Linked DNA regions of Dromaius novaehollandiae: region 1 is linked to region 2. The links are chromatin contacts, called in public Hi-C maps. All regions are on one chromosome and are shown on one strand. Each heading gives the region's core, a stretch centred on a gene start, on an enhancer-like site or on the middle of the called end of the contact. The rest is flanking DNA. Distances are from core to core; before and after follow the strand shown.

What was found. Hi-C and Micro-C count contacts between places; a contact is called where the count stands out from the background.
Region 1: a contact with region 2 is called in a Hi-C map of brain, with 4 times the contacts expected there. The contact joins the promoter of RNF150 here to the enhancer-like site in region 2. A contact is called at or near these places in 2 of 4 Hi-C or Micro-C datasets (brain and liver).

The regions. Positions count from the first base shown.
Region 1 is chr4:35,455,777-35,458,786 of bDroNov1.hap1, reverse strand. It overlaps RNF150 (ring finger protein 150), which reads left to right and starts at 1,407. Exons shown (of 7, transcript XM_026106141.2): 1 at 1,407-2,320. The coding sequence starts at 1,855.
Region 2 is chr4:35,328,064-35,331,046 of bDroNov1.hap1, reverse strand. RNF150 (ring finger protein 150) reads left to right here. Exons shown (of 7, transcript XM_026106141.2): 7 at 1-2,983. Among named protein-coding and RNA genes, the nearest start is that of TBC1D9, 27 kb to the right of the region's middle. Within about 2 kb of position 1,701, at least 1 of the 2 cell types and tissues checked has open chromatin away from gene starts, as enhancers often do.

The sequences.
Region 1 (3,010 bases), core at 158-2,657, 130 kb before region 2:
TCTAATTAATATTGATTGCCATCTACTTTCTTTTCTCTGCATTCGTTCTACATAGTGACTTATTTTTCTTAATTGCTGATTTCACTTCTCCAGGAATGGGCTTTCAAGCAAAGTTATCCTCTCGCTTGATGGTAGAATTACAGCTTTTTGGTCACCCATTGTATTTCGCTATAAATTTCCCTACTTTATTCACATATTTGTCTGTTCATTTTTCTCCCAACTTCACTTTTTTCAACTTTGAGGAAATAACCCAGCAAGGCAGCAAGTGTGTGTGTATATAAAATACGGATAAGGCTGTCCTCTGTTTGCTCAGCTCAATTGCAACTATAAACTGGAAACCAGCGAATATTGCCACTAGTGAGATATTTATGCATCTTGCCTAAATCAAAGGGAGTGGTACTTCTAGCAGTAGATTTTAATCATAAGGTGGCTAACATAGGCAATATCAGAGATGGCCTTCTGTTACTGAACATAGTAAAACTGGAAAAGTGGAATTTTTGTTACTCACTTGTTTGGGATAGATGAATCTAGTCAGTTGTGTTTTGATGTTGTTGTATATTGGTATGAAAAGCATTTAAGTCTTGGCCAAAAAAAGTAACTCTGGAAGTCTGATACATTAAAATTCCCAAATCTGGGCTTTCCCTGAGGCAAGATTAAGCTTTTCTTTTTTGCACCTGTCCTTGGCATTTGAGTGTTTCCAGAGAAGTGCTCGGTCATTTTTTAAGGTTTCACACTGAGCATTTGTGTTTATGTCAGTAGCTCACCTGTCTTTGGTGAATGCGCTCATCAGCATCATTCACAGCTGTATAGTGAGAAATTGATTCAGTTTGTATTTTAAAGCTTGAACGCAGACACTGAAACGTAAGCAGCATTTAAAAAGCATTTAACAAGCGTTTTCCCCGCTAAACTGTATAGCGTAACTGCATTATAACGTCCGCGTTTGCAGTAACAACAGACACGTCCTCGGGATAGCCCAAGAGCTCTGTTTCTCTGAGGAACCCACCTCCTGTCAGACCACCTACCCCTCCGTGCTGCCGCTGACAGAAAAAGGCGCAGACGCTTCAGCAAGAGCCAAAGAGAGCATAAGTTTGTGTGTGCGGGCGTGTTTTTTAATTTGTCCTACAGCAGTCAGAAAAGGGGGGGGGGGGATCAAGGATAAATTAAAATTTAGAGGTGCGACTGAAAAAAAAGCACCCCGTATACTGGTGCTTTTCAGGCTGCGCGTTCTCCCCGCGCGAAGCGACCGTTACCCTCAGCCCAACGGCCGCCGCGGGGCTCGCTCGCCGCCGCACCCCAGAGGGGAGCGGGACGGGGGAGGTGCCCCCGCGCCGCCGGGCCGGGACCGGGGCCGCCCGTCTGCCGGCAGGTGCCGCTGCGGGGCCGCCGCGCCGCTCCGCTCCGCTCCGCTCCTCCCGCACCCGGCGGCCCCCCTCGGCCTCGTAGCCAGCGGCCCCGCGGGCGCCCGGCGCCGCCCGCCCGCGGCCCCGAGCGAGCCGGCGGCCGCGCGCCTCTGTGTGTGTGTGGAAATCCCCCCACCTCCTCCCCCGGCTGCCGGCTGCGCTGCGCTGGCAGCGGCGGCGGCAGCTGTGCGGGCAGGGCGAGGGAGGGGAGAGGGGCAGAGGGAAGCCAGGCGGCGGGGCGGGGAGGCGGGCGGGGAAGGGGCGAGCCCGAGGGAGCCCGGCGGCCCCGAAATGAATTAGGCTGCGGAGGGGAGGGCTCCCCTCCCCCCTTCCTCCCGCACGGAGCCCGGCGGGAGCAGCACCGCCTCGCACCGCGCCGCCTGCTCCAGTCGCGCACACACACACAGCGCAGGCAGGCGGCGGGGGCGGGCCGGGCGGCCGGGGGGGCCGGCAGATGAAGATGGCAATGTCTGTGATCCAAGCGTGCCGCAGCCTGGCTCTCTCAACATGGCTGCTGTCCTTTTGTTTCGTGCATCTGCTGTGCCTGGACTTCACCGTGGCCGAGAAGGAGGAGTGGTACACGGCCTTCGTCAACATCACCTACGCCGACCCGGCGGGCGGCAGCGCCGAGCTCCGCAGCGAGAAGAGCGAGTGCGGGCGCTACGGCGAGCAGTCGCCCAAGCAGGACGCCCGCGGGCAGGTGGCCCTCTCTGCCTCACCCACCGACCGCTACGCCTGCGACCCCGCCACCCGCTTCAACGCCCCCGCGCCGGGCAAGAGCTGGGTGGCCCTCATCCCGCGCGGCAACTGCACCTACAGGGACAAGATCCGCCACGCCGCCGCCCAGAACGCCTCTGCCGTGGTCATCTACAACGTGGGCTCCAGCAACGCCAACGAGACCATCACCATGCCCCATGCAGGTGAGTGGTGGCCCGCCCAGGAGGCGCGATGCTTGCCCTCGCCGCGTGCCCACCGGGCCCCACTTCCCCATGGCGGGGCCTGTGTGGCGGCCCACTCTGCCAGCGCGGTGCGGCCCCCCAGGCAGGAGCTGGTGGTTGGACAGGCGTCCTCCTCGCACCTCCTGGCAGGGCCTCGCCAGGGTGCCCCCGGGGGGGCTGCAGGCACTCCTCTCCGCGCTGCCCTGGCGAGGCATTGACGTGCGTGCCGCCGGCAGCGATGTGCGCCAAGTTCAGGAGCTTGTAAAGTTTGGGCCGCTCGGAGGAGCGGAGGGACCCCGAGCCCACCATCTAGGCTTTGCTGGGTCCTGAGGATCCTCCGGCAGGTGCCAGGTAGGAATAGGTGTGATCGAGACCTTCGGAGGAGGAGGAGCGCAATGTTTATGGCTTATGGTTATCAGGAGAGAGGTGCAATAAAATAGGGAACACAGAGTCCGCACTCTTTTCTGTTTTTCTGTGGTGGTGTAAAAGCTGCGGGGCCGAGTAGGAATGCTGAGTATCTGATTTGGTGAGAACATGTGATATTTTGTCTGGGATTGGGAGTAGGGTGCGAATCTCCCCAGGTGAACCCTGTGACAGGGTGTGGGCTTGCAGTGCCTGCACATGGGTGCTCGGGTCCCAGTATGCGCTGGTCAGCTTGAACTGAACCTAAGT
Region 2 (2,983 bases), core at 452-2,951:
CTTTAGTTTAATGACTCTGGATCAGGTCTGCAGGAAGTAGTTGCAAGAAGATCAGTACTTTGTCTCTCGTTGCATGACTAGTTTGTGATATGTAATTGTTTTATTAACAAAATGAACCCAACTACCAGAGAGAGATCCAGCTCTGAATTTAATCTTTCTTAAAGAATATGCATTTTGTGAGCCAAAGTTATTGTTCAAACCCATAAATCCACTTTCTTTTCCCTCTTGCTAAATAAAAAGTAATCCTTGTCCACTTTAAAATTTGTGTAGCTCAGAAGATGTTTGCATATAGATGGATTGCCCTGGAAGGTACCTGCAGACAACTTAGCACATCTGTGTATTTTTAATTAGCAGTACGCTGCTATAGATTTTTGAGAAAATGTGTTTCATTTGCCATCCTCGTTCAGCTTAGAGTGCAGTTATTGTATAGATTTTCCAGTGTTCTGCCTTACAATTTTCCTCCTTTGAATGTATGCTACAGTCCTTGAAGGGAAGTTTATGATTAAAAGGCAGTGATCAGGGCACAAGCCGTTATACGTCTCAAGACTGCAAGTCCTTGTTGTGACAATTAGTCTGTACTGAAATGACAATAGAGGTTATGCATAACAAAGGAAAATGCCTTGCAGCTTGTGCAGCTGGGGCTCTCTCTGGTTTTGTTTGTAGGTGGCTTGTTCCTTCCTGGTCGCTGTCCACAGAAAAGCTCATGACTACGCATGTAGTTTGGAATAAGCTGAGAATAAGACCTTACAGGCTGTGCAAACCAAGAAAACCCATAGCAATTTTCTGATTTCTATTTCATTAGCAATAATGGAGATTTTTTTTACCACTTTTTGGTTTTGTAGGTGCCAAAGTTACCAGTCTGCTAGGAATATGGGCCAGGACAAGCTGACTGTCTAAGCAGAAGAGGGAAGGCTTGATTTGCTGTTGTGACGCATCCCTTTTGCAGGGCCAAAATGGGAGAAACGCAGCCTGCTCCCTCCCGGCCCCTCTGCCGAAGGCTCGCTCGCGTGGGAGCCTTTGGTGCGGGGAAGGAACTCGGCTGCAGCTCAGGCCGTGCCACCCTCGCCCGCGCCTGGTGCTGCTGGCATCTCGAGTGACAAGCCGGACCGCTCCGGCGCAGCAGGGAGGGAAGGAGCCAGTTTCTCCCGGTAGCTTCATGCCAGCTTTGTGTAGCCCCAGCGGGAGGAGTACGCTGACAGTGCAGGCAGGGCTGGATTTGCAGGTAGGTCCTTTACATCATCCCGGTAGTGCAAAAGGGCCGCAACATAAACTAACATTAGGCCCATGGACATCTTTGGCTTGCAATGCAGTTCAGCTTAAGGGCTTAGCTTTAGATAAGCCCAGGTCTCAGGCAGATTGAGGGGAACCTCACTGCTCCCTAACCAGTGCTAACTGGGACCGCTGCCTAACAGCTCAAGATGTATCGCTACTTCATAAAGCAGCACTGTGCGTTAACTCGCTTGTTCGGTAGTGGCAAAATGTTTGAGCATATATTGGGCAACTAGTCTGACAGAAAAGAGTTGCCCTTGTTAAAGCAGTGATGAAAAACAATATAATGAAATACTTTAGGGGACAGGGCAAAATCAGGGTGGAACTGCTGTTTTAGTGAACTTTTTACATAGGGACAACTGCTGCAACACAAGTCCTTCCTTTATTTTAACAAGCTGTTACCTGAACTGATTGATACTCCTGCAGTGGCAAGAACACCAGATGGACTTTTTAGTCTGGGATTTGTTTGTGTACCAGATGGCAGCTGCAGGCTGGGACTGCAGAGGGAGGGAGACGAGTGCCCTCTGCTGCCCAGCTTCCAGTCTGCCAGGAAACGGTAAATCACTTTCTCTTTTTTGGCATTTATTGAAAAAATAAGGAAAAGTCCTGAGCATGAGCTATATTTCAAAGAGAGAAGTGAAAAAGGAAGGATGAATATGTTGTGCATTTTGAGTGAAAAGCCAGCAGATGAATATTCCATCTGAAATTAATCTCGCCTCTCCAAACTACTTTAATTGTGAATTGGTGGAAGCTATTTCTTACTGGAGTGAATGCCAAAAAAAGAAAAAAGAAAATAAAAAAGTAAAAAATAGTTTTCCCTTTTTTTATTTCCTCATTCTTTAGTCCTGTGTAGTGTTAAAAAAGATATAAAGATGCTTTGTTGCTCTGAATGTATGCAGTTATTACAGATGTCAGCTATCTAAATGTTTTGTACGTGTACATACTGCCATCCTTACTTCTTGTTTCATGTTAGGAACCTGAAAAGCCTGTACCATTTTGTAATTAGAAATGTAAAGGGGGGACAGTGGGTGGGGGGGGGTCTGTTATTTTTATAGCAAGATGTTCCTTGTATTTAGTAAACATTTTACATGATTTTGTACTTGTCAGAAAGATGCATTCCATCCATTTCCAGAAGAGAATTATTTTTGTTTGAAGTAGTTTATAAGCAAACCAAAAAAATTGTGGCATCCGGTCTGTATGCAGTTCATGAATCGAGCAGAAGCACTCTGGTTTCCAGGGATGGCTCCAAAGTTTGTCCCAGCAATGTCTCTTCTCACACACTGCAGAGCCATACCAGCAAATGCCAATTTTAAAAAGGGAAGAAAAAAAAACAAGCGAAATAACTACCCTATGCATTTTATTTTCTGTATCAGTGCATAGCTTACTGAAATAATTTCCAGTTAGGAGACGATGCTGTGTAACAGTGAAATTACCTGCTTTGGACACCAGGAGCCGGTTTCATTTTTACCTTAGCCTTTGGCCTCCCCTGTCCCCCTGCCCTTGCTCCTCGTCAGCCACCACAGGGGCTGCCAAGGTGCAGGGCTCATAGTCCTCGAAAGCTAAAAGGGGGGACAGGCTTGTTGCCCCCACGCACACTCTCCTGTTTCACTGCAGATCCACCAGGCTCAGAGCGGTTTTTTGGTGGAAGTTTTCGCTGGCGCTGAAACCGGGTCCTGCAGACTGAGCGTGTTTCCTTATTTTGACTGTGGAAACT